3 separate regions of the Mus musculus genome follow, and all the other regions are linked to region 1. A link is a contact called in public promoter capture Hi-C data. All regions are on one chromosome and are shown on one strand. Each heading gives the region's core, a stretch centred on a gene start, on an enhancer-like site or on the middle of the called end of the contact. The rest is flanking DNA. Distances are from core to core; before and after follow the strand shown. Region 1 holds the start of Ttll3 (tubulin tyrosine ligase-like family, member 3). Region 2 holds the start of Ghrl (ghrelin). Region 3 overlaps Irak2 (interleukin-1 receptor-associated kinase 2).

What was found. Promoter capture Hi-C pulls out the DNA fragments that hold promoters and counts their contacts. Capture Hi-C pulls out chosen DNA fragments and counts their contacts.
Region 2: a promoter capture Hi-C map of liver shows a contact between it and region 1, with 2.3 times the contacts expected there. The contact joins the promoter of Ghrl here to the promoter of Ttll3 in region 1. A contact is called at or near these places in 3 of 39 promoter capture datasets (embryonic stem cells, liver and pre-B cells), 1 of 484 Hi-C or Micro-C datasets (bone marrow-derived macrophages), 2 of 115 datasets of contacts at active chromatin or transcription factors (embryonic stem cells and large pre-B cells) and 4 of 9 other capture datasets (adipose tissue, embryonic stem cells, liver and 1 more).
Region 3: a promoter capture Hi-C map of embryonic stem cells shows a contact between it and region 1, with 2.8 times the contacts expected there. The contact joins the enhancer-like site here to the promoter of Ttll3 in region 1. A contact is called at or near these places in 2 of 39 promoter capture datasets (the C10 cell line and embryonic stem cells), 1 of 484 Hi-C or Micro-C datasets (CD8 T cells), 5 of 115 datasets of contacts at active chromatin or transcription factors (embryonic stem cells, extraembryonic endoderm stem cells and memory CD8 T cells) and 3 of 9 other capture datasets (adipose tissue, embryonic stem cells and liver).

The regions. Positions count from the first base shown.
Region 1 is chr6:113,390,123-113,395,232 of GRCm38.p6, reverse strand. It overlaps Ttll3 (tubulin tyrosine ligase-like family, member 3), which reads right to left and starts at 2,770. Exons shown (of 13, transcript NM_133923.7): 1 at 2,337-2,770; 2 at 2,039-2,130; 3 at 373-541; 4 at 138-235. The coding sequence starts at 2,736. Arpc4 (actin related protein 2/3 complex, subunit 4) reads right to left here. Exons shown (of 6, transcript NM_026552.3): 6 at 4,786-5,110.
Region 2 is chr6:113,716,567-113,721,676 of GRCm38.p6, reverse strand. Ghrl (ghrelin) reads left to right here and starts at 2,212. Exons shown (of 4, transcript NM_001379129.1): 1 at 2,212-2,355; 2 at 2,451-2,567; 3 at 4,516-4,624. The coding sequence starts at 2,248.
Region 3 is chr6:113,678,357-113,683,466 of GRCm38.p6, reverse strand. Irak2 (interleukin-1 receptor-associated kinase 2) reads right to left here. Exons shown (of 13, transcript NM_172161.4): 9 at 4,625-4,820; 10 at 672-734. Among named protein-coding and RNA genes, the nearest start is that of Tatdn2, 16 kb to the left of the region's middle. Within about 2 kb of position 2,001, at least 72 of the 459 cell types and tissues checked have an H3K27ac peak or open chromatin away from gene starts, as enhancers often do. A contact at or near this core is called in CD8 T cells, adipose tissue, embryonic stem cells and 1 more, where this site is marked.

The DNA.
Region 1 (5,110 bases), core at 1,521-4,020:
GAGAAGCAGTCTGTTTTCTCAAGACTGGAAGCTGGGGTCCAGAGAAGGAAGAGCACTCAACTAGATGTTCTTTTTCTGAGTAGAAGCTTCCCGCCATCAACCCCCGTCTTCTACTTACTGACCCCCAGAGTCCTCACCATCAAAGCATGTATCCCATCTAGGTCATCAAATTCCAGGAAACCATCCAAGTCCAACAGCTGCGACTCCCGAAACATTTCGTTCTCTTCCTCATCCTCTGCGGACGTGAAGGATGACTGGTGGAGGAACTGTGTCTATGCCCCACAGCCCTTTAAGGTCTCAACCCTGGACCAGTGGGAAGCAAAGGAGAGGGACTAAGAAGGACAGCTCGTGGATAAGAAGGGACCTACTCACCATCCTCCGTGGCATCGCTATCACCCAGCATGGAGCTATCGAGATCCTTCTGGGGTGCTGGCAGGGCTGTGCCTGGGGGATGCACCATCTTCTTCTCTACCCAGCCCCTCTGACGCAAGAGACACCGGATCACTGGGTATCGGCCATGAATCATAAAGATCTTCTTCTGCTGTAAGGTGAGAGGCAGTAACTTGCTTCAGCATCAGACATATTGGGAGGCAATGGTGAACCAGACAGGATGTCTGCCTTCAGGGAATTTTGGTATCCCAGTAGGAGGCAGCTTATAAACAAAGAGAAAAAGAAACACACATAGCTTATAGTTCCTGAGCACCTGTTATGTGGGAAGCAGTTACATGCACCACTAGGAACAGTTTGCATTTTCATTACATGCTGGGGGCACACAGAGGCTAAACATTTTCTCCAAGATCACACCCTAGTCAAGGGACAGAGCAGAGATGTCTTCCTTTCTGTTTTGGTGCTGGGAACTGAGACCAGGGCCTTGTACATGTTAAGCATACATTCTAATACTGCTACTCCCAGCTTCCAGAGGAATACATGGTCAAGGCAAACTGGGAGCGAGCCATTGAACGCAGAGCCGAGCAAACGGCAGTTCAAGCAGAGTGAGGTGGCATGTGCCAAGGTCCCAAGGCGAGCAGGAAGTCAGAAGGAACTGAGAGGCCAAGGAGAGTGAAGTCTGAAAAAATAAGAGCTCCCAAGATTACAGGGAGTGTGACTGGACTGTGGAGGGCCCCAGGGACCCAAACATTTGGCCTCACATCTTATGTAAGAGGAAAGAGACAGCAGGATAAGGGAGGAAGTAAGTAGAGACTTGGGAAGTTTGCACGCAACTGTATAGAGAATCCATGCAGGAGGGGGGCAGCCCCAGGGGCTCAGAAGGCTGCCATGGTCTGAAGGACTGCAGGAGTCAGAATGAAGGGGGAACCCTGAACACTGGGGAGGAGGTGCTAGTCCTGAGACTAATTTTGGAGGTGTGGATGTTGGATAAGTCTGCTGATGGATGGAAGAGACTGGAAGAATGGATTTCTGGTTGCATGCTGTCTGGGTTGAGACATCCAACCGATGGCTGGATCTCCAGGGTTGGAGAGCAGAGGGGGTTGGAGGCAAAAAAAGAGTAGTACAGGGCATAGTGTGACCTTGGACTCCCAAGCTCAAGGAGAGAGGCCTGTGGAGAGGGACCCAGGGGATCATGAACATCTGGAAAATCTTAAGAGGCAGAGACCAAGGAGCAAGCAAGGGAAACCAGTGTGGCCAGCCAGCCAGCCATTCAGCCAGGGGTGGGATGTGGGGCCCATTTGTAACACAAGGTAATAAATATTCCAATAGGAGAAAGCAGTTTAATGGTTTCAAGGACTTGGCTGGGCACCAGGGTAGAAGATGATAGTAATTTCTCAGTGGGAATGGGATAGAAGGCAGGGAAAGGGGCTGAGGGAGATAGGGAGAAGATCCCCGAGTAGTGACAATTCAGCCAAGACTATGGCTCTGAGGAAAGGCTGAGGATGGAGGTGGGGGTCACTTACAGAAGCATACAAATGCAGAGGGGTGTGTGGGTGTTTGTCTTTTATGGATTTATTTTTTAAGGATATGACAAACTAGTAAGTGTAGCCGCCGCCACCACCACCACCACCACCACTCCATCCCCTCCAACCTTGACGGCTCTCTCTACGTGGATTTTGGCGTTTCTGAGTCGGCCCATGTGGTTAGGTCCCTTGGTGAGTCCTCGCCAGAGGAGTAGGGAATCTGCAGAGAGATGCAGAGCAGGAACACAAAGCTAGAGGCTTGGCCCAGGGACTTCTCTGACTTCAGGTGCCCGCCCTCCCTTGTCCCCACCCTATATCCAGACGCCCAACCTCCAATGCATTGCAGATTCCCCATCCCTTCCACCCTCGCGGCCTCTGCCTGAAGCCGATAGGGTGTCAGGGGTGGTGGGCCACTCTGCGCCTCACCATCAGGCGGCCGTAGGGCATCAGGAAGGGGCTCATCCAGGGTCGGGGGGACCAGGGTGCGGACGGGTTGGGGGTTCACAGTGCCCAGAGCACCGGGCATGGACGACTCGCGAGCGCTGCTTAGGTGGCGCGCAGGCAATGAGCTGTAATCCCGACGGCTGTCGCCACAGCTCGCCACCTCCGGCTTGGCGGAGGCGGGACCAGGCCATTGTAGCCTCTCAGACCGCCGGGACTCGGAGTTGCGCGGCCAGGGCCAGCGGGACGAGAAATTGGTGCGGAGCTCGGATGGCTGCGACCTCCGGAGCCAGCTACACTCGGAGCTGCCCTCCTGGCGGTACCAGGCGGCCCCGGGCCCCAGCTGCCCCGCGCTCAGGAGAAGCGCCGAGCTGACACCCTGCATGCGCCTTTAGCCAGCTCGCAGTGCCCCACAGTGCGCCTCAGCCCTGGCGCCCTCTCGGGCCCCGTCCTCTTGTTTCCCGTCTCCTAGGAGACTGTTGCCCAGGCACAATCAGACTCTGTGGAGGCCTCGATAGCTGCGTGGTGGCCTTAGGGAAGTCGAATAAGGTTTTTTTCGTAGTGATCTTGGCTCTGGACCTTACTTGCCACATACTCTTGATTTGCCAGGCACTGAGGATGGAAGAACCAAGCACTCGGGCAAACCATCAGAGCTCCTTATCTGTGCTTTGGCTCACACACTGAGGCTCCGGGGTAAGGGCTGTCAAGTGGACCCCAATCTCACAGAGCTTACAGAGTGTGGAGAAAGCCAGCAAAAGAAATAAAAAGTCGGGCGGTGGTGGTGCACGCCTTTAATCCCAGCACTTGGGAGGCAGAGGCAGGTGGATTTCTGAGTTCGAGGCCAGCCTGGTCTACAAAGTAAGTTCCAGGACAGCCAAGGCTATACAGGGAAACCCTGTCTCGAAAAGAAAAGAAAAGAAAAGAAAAGAAAAGGTGTTGGTTTAAGCACAGGGGAAAAGCAGTGAGCTGAAACTGGGAAAGGTCTTCTTGAAGGTAAGGTAGTCAGGCATATCCTCTCAGTTAAGCTGAAGGCAGAAATGCAAAGGCGATAGGAACCACCAAGGAAAGAGATGGAAGCACATTCTAGCAGTGAATGTTTATAGAGTCTCAGCAACTGCCCCATAGTGGCGAAGGATCTTTTTCTTTTTAGTTTTCAAAACAAGATCTCTCTGTAGTCTCATCTGTCCAGGAACTCAGTCTGTAGAGAGATTTGCCTGTCTCTACTGGGATTAAAGGTGTGTACCATCATGCCAACTAGAGGCTGGGAATCTTTCTTGGAGAAATTAAAGGCAGCTGGTGAGGCTTGGACCTGGTAAGGGCAGCAGATAAGCCTTGCAGGCCTGGCTGCAGGTGGCGTAAAGTCTTTGGGGATAAATAATAAAGCCAAGGTTGTGTATAGGATGACAAAGATAAGGGTCAGAGCACATTCCGCCTCTTCCACTAACTGGAAAAAGTAAAAATAAATCACTTTTACCAACTGAAGAAATGGAAAGACGCAGAAGTTATGCTTCACTCTGGCCAAGTCTGTAAGTGACCAAGGAACTCACAGAAAATGTAAACATCAGGACTCCAAGTCAGTACAAAACTTGTCTCAGCACAGCCAAGCCCAGTCCAGAGTTCTGATTCCAACACCTTTGAGACAGGGTCTCATTTACCCTAGGCAGACTTTCAACTAGACTGCGCCCATGCCTGTGTTGGGATAGAATTCATGGCAGTCTAGCAACTGAGCTACATGTTCAGCCACTTGAGCTTGCTGTGTGTGTGTTGGGGGGGAAGGAGGCTCAGAAGCATCAAATGGAGTTTTAGAGGTCAATTCTACCAGTGTCTATTCAAGCAGTCCAAGAAGCCAGCTGTCAGCAAATGTGCCTTTGGAGTGAAGGTGGTTCCCCGACCCCGGCCTGTCCAGCCAAACCCAATCACAGATATTGCCTAGTTAATGGAATTTCCCAGGAGAATTGGTTGGTTGGCAGCAATCTGGTCTGTTCTCAGCGTGCAAATCTGGTTTTAGGGACTTTGGACCTTGGGAGATAATCCATGACAAAGGAGGATTTTAGCTGGCTCACCAGAATAAGGATGTCTTTTGAGGGTTGAGTGACCAGCTGCCATTTCCTCCTGATCTCCCACCTTCACCAGGAGTACCTCTAACAGTAACTACAAAACTAGAATAAAGAAAGCCAGGTACCGCAAAGGACCAAACTAATTCAATAAGGCAGGTCACAGAGGTAGTGTCATAAAGGCATGGTAACCAGTCAAGCAGTCCCCACCCCTCCTTCCTTTACTTGATCTTTTCAAAAGACCCTTCTGGCGGTTGGTGATATAGCCTGGTGGTAGGTTTGCACGGTATGCTCAAGACCCTGGGTTCAATCCCAACACAGGGAAACTCCCCAAACCCCAGCAAATATTCTGTTGCCTATCCAAAAAGCACCCTTCCTCTCTCACATATACTCTTTATTTTGAGACAGTGTACTTCCAGTATGGCCTAGAACTCAAAAGTCCTCCTGTCTCCAATTTCCAAGAGCTAGAATTACAAGTGTGAGCCACCATACCTGGCTCAAGGCCAAATATTTTCTAAGCTTTCCCTGACAACCTCTCCTGTAAGCCCCATACCCCCCTCTTCCAACTAGGTACACCACTCTCATCGGCCTGTCTGCAGACAGACCTCATTTTTCCTGGAACTGAGTTTTGTCAAAGTAGGACTGGATGTCAGTACAGATGGCCAGCATACACAAGTTAAACAGAAGGTAGAGAGATCAACTACT
Region 2 (5,110 bases), core at 963-3,462, 330 kb before region 1:
AAATTCCCCTTAATATACGTATGTTCATTATGTCGGTTTTGTTTCTCTAGAGAACCCTAATAATACATACATTGAAATTTCATCCACCTGTTTTGGTCTTGGCTTTATTAAGAATGGGGTGTTGTCCTTTCTAGAGCCATGTAATCTCTCTCAGCTCCTATTGACAGGATGAAGGTACATTTCCCAGCTCCTCTTCCATAGCTACGGGCAGGTCGTTAAGATATTTTCTGGTGCCTTTTCCATCCATTCTTCCATCGCCAGACCATCCTCCCTGCTAACCTTTACTCTGGATGGCAAGGTATGTGACTAGAGAGTTCCAGTTATCTCTAGATAGTTAGCAACCTGTGTTTGTTCATTTGTGGTCTTATCTAAGATCAACACCAGCACCTCCTGCCTCCAAAGGCTTACAGCGGCTGAGTGGACAAGCTTCATATTTCAGCCGATGCCTGGTCACCATGCACAGGCTTTCTGTCCTCACAGACTGGAGGGCCGCAGTGTTTCCACAACACCTCACCTTTAGACCCCTGGGCCCCAGGGCTAAATGGTTTCTAAGTTCTGGTGGGTGACAGGCCTATGAATATGATGTTGGGATTTCAGCTACCTCTACCAGATGGTCTATCTCCTCACAGGAGTTGCAACCCAGCCCACACCTCACCTGCACCAAGAGATCCCACAGAGCCCACTCTCCTCCAAAACTTCACAGTAGGTGAGGATATCATGGGGCTCTGAATTATTTGTCCTGTTGGCAACAGCCCCTAACTAGACATCCAGAGTAGCCTGCCACTGCAATGTCGCCAACACCGTAGCAGCAGGGACAGGTCAGAAAACTGCTTCAGGAGCCTACACTGCCCCAGAAAGACATAGGCCCTTGAGCTATCCTATTTCTTTGTTTTGTTTTTGAGACAGTTTCTCTGTTAGCTTTAGCAGTCCTGGACCTCACACTCTGGTCGGCCTGCCTCTGCCACTGCCCTGCCCTATTTTTCTTAAGACATGAAGGTATCCAAAGGGCTGTCTCCTGTCAAAGCTATACTGCAGGACTCCTATACCAGGTCTATCTCATCTGCATCTCCACAATGGGCATTCCTTGTGCTAGATAGAGCCTTGATACCTGCCAGAGAACAGAGAGGCAAAGCTGCCAGGTTAACAAACACCAGAACGGGCTTGGAGAATGGCTCAGTGAGAACTGCCTACCAAAAACAAGGCCCTGGGGACTATGCCCAACAGTATAAGACAAAATCAACCAGCAAACGCAAGCAAGACACAGACAAGCAGTAAGGTGTAACCACCAGGTGCACCTTTCCCGACACTTGCTCCTGGGGATGGCAGTGCAGCCCTTTTTCGAGAACACCCCAGAAGCAGGTCTCTATGTGACCGGTGTGCAGAAGCCACAACAGCCTCAGTGGCAAAGCAAAATTGGACAAAATCTTGTCCAATTTTGTCCAAAATTGGACAAGTTCTCCTGGTGGCAACATCATCTCACATGGAAGGAGGCAAGCCAAGGTTATACCACAACTAAGCAAGACCTCAGAGCTCAGCTGCCAATCCACCACCAGGGCCAAGCCCACACAGGGACCATGGAGAATCAGGAGCTGGTGCCCCACCCAAGCCAACTGTCCCGACTTTGGCACCTGTCCTCCACTGTTTGTTCTTCAACAGTGAGGGGAAAAAAAGAGTACTTAGTTCCCAAGGAATGCAATACTGCCCACACAAACTACACAGCCTCAAGAGATGAGGCTACCGGATGTGAACAAACACAAGGCTTCCTATATAAGGAGAAGCCGGTGAGCAGGCACCACATCCCCAGGCATTCCAGGTAAGCTCTCTTAGCTGTCTGTATATGTGTGTATATATATGTATATATGTATATATGTATGCATGAACATGCAAGCTCACCGGGGTCTAAATTATTCAGCACTGGTCATTCATAAGTGTCAGTGAGCTCACTGGTCAGCCTAATTAGCTCTGTCATCAGGCTCCTGAGGGCAAGGGACAAGCAACACTGAAATGGACAACCCTCTATCACATCAGGCTCTGTCTGCCTCCAAAGATTGAAAAAGCAGAGGTCAGCCTTCAGCTCCCACCCTTGAAAGATGGTGACAAGAGAGCCTTGCTTCGTCCAGCAGTCCTTACTTCTAGAAGCTTGCTGGATTCTAGCCTGAGCAAATTCTAAGGCACATAACATGGAGATGAAGTAGGCTACCAGAAGACCCTCTCTCCCCCAGGTCATCTGTCCTCACCACCAAGACCATGCTGTCTTCAGGCACCATCTGCAGTTTGCTGCTACTCAGCATGCTCTGGATGGACATGGCCATGGCAGGCTCCAGCTTCCTGAGCCCAGAGCACCAGAAAGCCCAGGTCAGTCAGTCTGTCTCCCTAAGCCCCCACATCTACCCCGATCTGTGTGTGTGTGTGTGAGAGAGAGAGAAAGAGAACCCTCTTTTCCTTTCCAGCAGAGAAAGGAATCCAAGAAGCCACCAGCTAAACTGCAGCCACGAGCTCTGGAAGGCTGGCTCCACCCAGAGGACAGAGGACAAGCAGAAGAGACAGAGGAGGAGCTGGAGATCAGGGTTGGTACCCAGGCACCAGCATGTTCTTATAACAGTAAAGGGGTTGGGGTATGGAGGGTAAGCCATATGCTGGCTTTTCAGGCTACTCAAGGATTAGAGTCCAGCACTAACAGCTCCACAAGGGGCTCAGAGTCTCCATCCCAAGAGGTAACTGTTTCAAGGGTAGCAAGGGAGCAGCAGACATGCGCAGCAAAAACAAAACAGATTGAGGGATCACAGGAGCCAGGAAGCACTGATGGATACAGAAACAGAAGAAAGCCTTGTTTGTCCCAGGACCTCTCAGGCCTGCCTTGGTGATGGAGAGGTAGGAAGGCTAGTGCAGGCTAGGCTGGCCAGCCCACGTGTGGCCTAACAGAGCTGGGCTTGCTCTGAAAAACCTTAGATGGGCTAAGGAAAAACACAAACAGCTTTGGATTGGGAGAAGGGACTAAAGGGACCATAGGTGCCTCTCAGCAGCTCAACTAGGATTCTCCTGGGAAATGGAAGCAGCACCTGACAGTGCCAGTCCCTATACTCTGTCTGCATGCAACAACTTCATCTTTAAACACGGCAACCATGATAAACTGGGAAGCAGGAGACACGAGCTAGGGCTTCACAATTGCTAAGCAGGTGCTCTGTCTGCCAGGGGCCACACCCCAGCCTGTTCTCTACCTTTATCATGGACCACTTCTCTATACAAGACCCCATGAGCTAAATAAGCTGGCATCACTTGTTGAATTTTGTAGATAAGAAACACAAGTTAAAAGATCAACTCCCTTGGCCAAGGCCATCAGGTCAGTTTACTACACTCCTTCTACCTTCCTCTCTGGTCAAGGACAAATGCCAAGATCACTAAACGCCTGCTCTCTCACCCTCTCTCCAGCTTAGGCTCCTTCTCAAACCCTTGCTCCACAGGAAATGTGACACTTAAAACTACTTCCTGACTCACCAAGGCTCCTTCACTAACAGTCTTATGAGACAACCCATGACCACACTGAGCAGGTAGCCCCCCAGCCTCAAGAGCGCTGTACTTAGTTCTCATAGGGAAGAGCACACACACACACACACACACACACACACACACACACACACACACACACACACACACACACACACACATACACACACACACACACACACGGCTAGGATTAACAGCATTTCCTAGTTTCTGTGATACTCAACAGAAACCAAACATGTGGCCTGCAAAGTGAGTACAGAGCACATGGCACTGTAGCACACTGGACGCAGAATGTGACCCTGCTTACCCTCACACCTGAATCTCCACCTCTTTCCCAAGTTTTTTTTTCCCCCCCAAAATCAGGTCTAGAGGCAGAATGCCAACCACCTGTACCCACTAAACATATGGGCCCTGATTCAAAGAAAAGGGCACTTTTCCATGTTGTGTAAGAACCTGGAATGTTGCCACTTCTGGCAGTTAGATGATCTGACCAGTTTGCCCTGAACAATGGAGTGTGAGAAGAAAAAATTAGCATTTGCTAAGGTAGGTTAGAAGGGCCCAGTAGGTCCACAAAAAAAGGGCATAACGCGAGCACACACATCCATATTGCTCCCTACAGTATTGTATTTCCTGGAGGCCAAAACAAACTACAGAGGAACTGGCTACCATCTTCTGTAGAAGACTAGTCGATAGATATGGTGCCTAGCAGCCTGACAGTCAGTGCCCATGTTAACCAAGGACTTGGGGAGCTGGGCAGAATTCAGGAAGAATCCTACTTTCTAAATCCTTGTCTATCACCTCTGTTTTGTGACCAGGGAGTCACACAGTCTCTCTGAGGACCGGGAGAGTACTAGACCAGTTAGCACACCCTCCTGGCTCTAAGATTCACATTCACAAATCACTCAGATACCCAGATGGCTAACATGGCACAGCCTCCCTGGGGAGACTGGGGCATTTGGAGCAGGGCAGACAAGATGAGGCCTGAGGACCTCCCAACCCTACTTTCTCTAGTTCAATGCTCCCTTCGATGTTGGCATCAAGCTGTCAGGAGCTCAGTATCAGCAGCATGGCCGGGCCCTGGGGAAGTTTCTTCAGGATATCCTCTGGGAAGAGGTCAAAGGTGAGTCAATCTGAAATGGAGCTTAACCTATTTTATGAATGATACAAATTTTCTCCCCTAGCCCCACTCCTGAGGTTCTAATCTTCCTGACTATCTGTGGGGAAGGGTGTTGAGCTGGGTGTGTAGCAACCCAGGAAAGCTGGATAGCCAGGTCCATCTTCCACAGCCCTGTGTTCCAGGGATTGTGTTAGCTAGCTGTCAGGCCCCATCTGAGCCTCAGTCCTCTAACTGTGAGGCTGTGCTGAGGCCTATTTCCAGCATTTCAAATTATCTGGCTTTAAAGCATCTTTACAGTATAACTTCACTTCGGGAATCTGTGCCACAGTAGCACTGAAAACGCCAGCAGACACATAAGGATCTTAGGGGTTTTTGTGTAGTGCTGGGATGAAGACCAAGGCCTCGTGCATTCTGAACAAGCACACTAGCACTAAGCTGCACCCCTGGTCTTCAGTACACTCTGACTTTGTGAAAAGGATACCCAGGCGT
Region 3 (5,110 bases), core at 752-3,251, 290 kb before region 1:
TGGCACATGCCTTTAATCCCAGCACTCGGGAGGCAGAGGCAGGCGGATTTCTGAGTTCGAGGCCAGCCTGGTCTACAAAGTAAGTTCCAGGACAGCCAGGGATACACAGAGAAACCCTGTCTCGAAAAACCCACCAAAAAAAAAAAAAGGCAATTGGAGGTAGGGGGAGGGGAGGGGTAAGGACAACCCCACCCTCACCCCACCCCCGACTTGATTAGCAAGGACTCACCAAAGAAAGGAAGGCAGGCTGAAACAGAGGAAAAGGCTCACTCAGAGGGCTGCAGCTGACTGTGTGGCACAAGTCTGTAATCCCAGAACTCAAAAATAGGCAGAGGCAGGAGGATGACCAAGAACTCAAAGCCATCCTAGACCATAATGTAAGATCAATCCCCTCACAGATATACATACCCCCCACACACAAAAAAAAAAAGAAAAGAAAAGAAAGAAAAGAAGAAGAAAACTAAGGCTAGAATGAGGCTTAGCAGTTGCATACACACGGCAGCGCCAGTTGCTGTGCTTCTAAAATGGCAGTGTGGGAAGATGTCATGGATGCCAAGAGCTCTGGTCTGAGGCCTGAGAACTTTGCATGTGGTGGGCAAGGCCCTCCCTGCCCACATGGACGTGTGCCCAAGGATACCAGCCAACCAACCCGAAGTGACTGGATCTCTTACCAGGTAAACTGGACTGCGGTCCTTGTCCATCGCAGGGATGCCGGTAAGGACCTCGGCCAATACCTGGGTAGGAGAGAACACAGAGTTGACACACACAGTCAGCAAAAGACTTAGACAATGACAAAGGCTTCATCTTTTCTGATATTATTACTGTTAATACTATTATTATTTAATAATAATAGTAAATAAAATAAATAATAATTTATTTATTTATTGAGTGTGTGTGTGTGTGTGTGTGTGTGTGTGTGTGTGTGTGTTGGTATTCACCCGCCATGGCACTTGCACAGAGGTCAGAGAGCAACTTGTGAGAACTGGAGCTCACCTCCCACTGCGTGGGTCCCCGGACTGGAACTCAGGTTGTCAGGCTTGGCAGCAAGCACCTTTTCCCACTGAGCCATGTTGCAGCCCCTTTTTCTTGTTTTGGTTTGGTTTGGTTTGGTTGTTTGATTGATTGATTGATTGTTTCAAGACAGGGTTTCTCTGTGTAGTCCTGGCTGTCCTGGAACTCACTCTGCAGACCAGGCTGGCCTCAAACTCAGAAATAAGCCTGCCTCTGCCTCCCAAGTGCTAGGATTAAAGGAGTGCGCCACCACTGCCCAGCCCTTTTCTTGGTTTTTTGTTTGTTTGTTTGTTTTTGTTTGGTTTGGGTTGGTTTTTTTTGGTTTGTTTTTGTTTTTTTGTTTTTTTTGTTTTTCTTTTTTTTAAGACAAGGGTCTTTTGACATTACTCTGTAGCTGAGGGTGGCCTTGAGTTCCTGATTGTCTTGCCACCCTACCAGGATTCCCCACCCCCACCTACTTTACTCACTCACAGAGGAACACAGCCCTGAGCCAACACCCAAGTGGGAAACTGTGATTTGTACCTGTGCGAAGAGCAAGCCTGCCATTCCTGTTCATGAGATTCTCAGCAGTGTAAAAGATTCAGGAGTGAGCCAGGTGGTGGTGACGCACACCTTAAATCCCAGAACTCAGGAGGCAGAGACAGGTGGATCTCTACCCGCTCCAGGCCAGTCCGGCCTATAGAGCTAGTTCTAGGATAGCCAAGGCTACCCAAAGAAACTCTTGTCTCAAAAAACAAACAAACAAACAAACAAACAAAAAATAAAACTACAGACATGGGAGACAGACACAGAAGCCTGGACTGGAAGTCCAGCTCTGCACAAGAAGTGAGTCCCAGGGTTGGGAACTGAAACTTGGGCCAGAATCTGCATGTGTCACGTGGGGTAGAGCAGCTATGCTGCAAGATGAACAGCAATGGTGTCTCTCCCACACCCTCCTGCAACAAGTTAGAGCAGTAAACCACAGGTTAGGCACTGAGGTTACCCTGCTCACGGGGAGCGTGACAACAGTGGCCAGGAGGGGGCAGCACAGAGCACTCCATAGAAAAGGGTCTACAGTCAGTTGAGAAGAGGCAGTCAGCAAGGTCCTTGCAGGAAGGAACAGAGGAAAACAAATCAGGAGATAGACATCTCCTCTGTCTCAGCCATGTGATTCCGGAAGGAACAAGTCTCTGACAAGGGTCACTTAGTGAGCATAAAAACACTGAGACAACAGCGGGCAAGATGAGGTACTGGCGTGCAGGCCAGACTATTAGGGTTCAATCCCACAAGGTGGCAGGAGAAAGGCCACAACTCCAGATAGTTATTCTCTGACCTCCATATGCAGTATGGCATGTGCACACCTGCACACACATGCACGCATGCACATGCATATGCACACACACATGCACATAGGCACAAACATGCACACATGCACACACTCACACTAATACTACAATACCCATATATACACATCCTATTACACTCTTTTTAAATTTTATTTATTTATTTACTTACTTAATTACTTACTTATTTACTTATTTGAGACAAGTCTCTCTATAGAGCCCTCACTGCCCTGGAACTCACTTTGTAGACCAAGCTGGTCTTGAACCCACAGAGATCACCTGCCTTTGCTTTCTGAGTGCTGACATTAAAGGTATTTGCCACCACATCCAGCCCCATTACTACTCTATAAGCACCACTAACACCCCACTTTCCAGAAGGCAAAACTGAGGCCCAAACATGGGGTGGGCAGGTGTTAGATGGCGGAAGTGCCTGGACTGCACTAGGCCATACTGCCTGGTAGTTGGAGGGTCTGCCCTATTGCTTTGTTTTGACTTATTTCAATCTTTGTTTTCATTTGCTTTATTCTGTTCTGTTTGTTTTGAGATATAGTCTTCCTAAATTGCCTAGGTTCCCCTAGAACTCGCTCTGCCTCCTCTCCCAGAGAGCCACTGGTTCTCCAAGTAGGGCTGCTTAGCCTCACCGACACACTCACAGGAAACTCTAGGGGGGGATCAAATGGGGAAAATGGGAGCCAGCAGAGTGGCCAGCCAGGGGCAGAAGGAAACTGAATCTGGGACACAGAGGTCCAGTTGAGGGCAGAAGGCGGCCTGGTGAGGGCTCCAGAGGCAGATGTGAACAGACAGAAGACTGTGGTCACAGAGAGGAAGGACAGAGTTCAAGACAGGGAGGAAGGCACATGCAAAGCCCTGAGCGCAACAGTCTGAGTTTGGCTGCAGGCAACAAACTGTGCATCTCGGGTCACATTCCCAATGCTGTGGAACATTCTGTGGTCTTGCAACACCAAGTCGGACAGACAGACAGCAAGAAAACCAGGCTCTGCTGTCAAGTGGGGTTGCAGGGGCTTGCATCACCTTCTCTGCTGGGTTCACAACAACCAGGTCACAGGGTCAGCACCCTATTAAGTCTGGAATGAAAAGCCCGCTTGGCTTTGCTCGACAGTATCTTCCAAACCTATCCGTCCTCTCAGCCCTTTTAACACACCCATCCTGCAGACATCAACAGGACTCAGTGTGTCCTAAAGATGAACTGAGCAGACTATCAGGCTCAGACTACAGACGCTTTACAGTACGCCCTGAGCACCCGGCACCCGGTCCTGAGGCAGGGTATGCAGGAGAGGTAGATGGTCACCGATGGAAGAGTGATGAAGAAACATGACAGAGAAATAGGTGGTAGGCCAACAGTATGGACGGGAAGCAGGAAGTCGAGAGATAACATCTACAGCCCACAGAATCACCAACCATACACAGTTTCTGTATATACCTGTTTACCATTTTTTAAGAGTTTCTGACACAAGGTTAAGTTGACCTAGAACTCGCTATGTAGCCCAGGCTAGCCTGAACTAAAAGCAATCTTCCTGCCTTGACTTTCCAAGTGCTGGGATTACAAACATCTACCCCCATGCCCAGCTATGTAAACCTTTTTAACCATGAAAATCACTTATAACTCAGAAGCCATGTAAAATAGACCATAGAAGTTAGGCCTGGTTGCACACAGCTGCAATTCCAGTACTCAAAGGGCTGAGGCAGGATCGTGGTTGGTGGCTAGGCTGGACCACAGGGACCCAGTGACACCTTATTGCAAAAATTTGGGAAGTATGGCTCAGTGGTAGAACACATGTCTCGCATGTCTGAGGGTCTCGGTATTATCTCCGGTACCAAAAATGGGGGTGGGGAGGCAAATTAGGGACATACGTCAGTCCGTGAATGGTCACCTTGTGAACATAGGACTTGAGAGCTCAGATCCTGAGATTCTCATATACAAATGCCAGATGTTGTGGTATGCACTTGTAATTCAAGCCCTGGGGAGACTGAGACAGGAGGATCCTTGGGGTTCACTGGTGAGTCTAGCCTAACTCGTGAGCTTCAGGTCCATGAGAGAGCCGATCCCAAAGGAGGTCGATACTACCTGAGCGTCTCACTCGAACTACACCCCCATCCCACACCCCACACATAATGCACACCCACAGACTAAGAGCAAGTGAAATAAACGGTTTTCAAAGATGCCTTTGTCTCGGATCTGGCCTGGAGGCCACAGTCCAGCAGCCTCTGCTGTAACTCCACGCAAGCCCCACGCTTACAGCCAGCCTGTGGGCAGACGAGGAAATGCTTACAATTCCACAGCTGAAGATGTCCACCTGCTTGGTCAGCTGCCCCACTCTGATGAAGTGTTCCGGCAGATATGCAGCTGAGGCCTGGAACAGGTGAGTCCTCATGACGGTATATTTGGTCTTTTTATTGTCGGGATGAGGGTGAGCCACAGGATGAGCCAGCTTGGGGTTAAGATGCTGGTCCAGCAAGACGTTGGCACTGCGGGAAAGCAAGTGAAGAGGTTGCCGTGGAGACACACTGGCCAAACAATTTAGCACTGGGCAAGCGTCAGCCCTGGGAATGGTGGAGTGGAGGCACTCACAGAAGACACTCAACATGAAATAGCCAGCCATAAATGGGTAGGACCTTGGAAACCCACTCACTCCATTAAATGGAAATGGAGCTGAAAATTGGCCTAGTTGCCCCAGGAATATGCAGGAAATGCAGACTTCTACTCCCCACAGATGCCAGCCCTGGCCGGCCCCACCGCTCATCAGGTCAAGCCCACT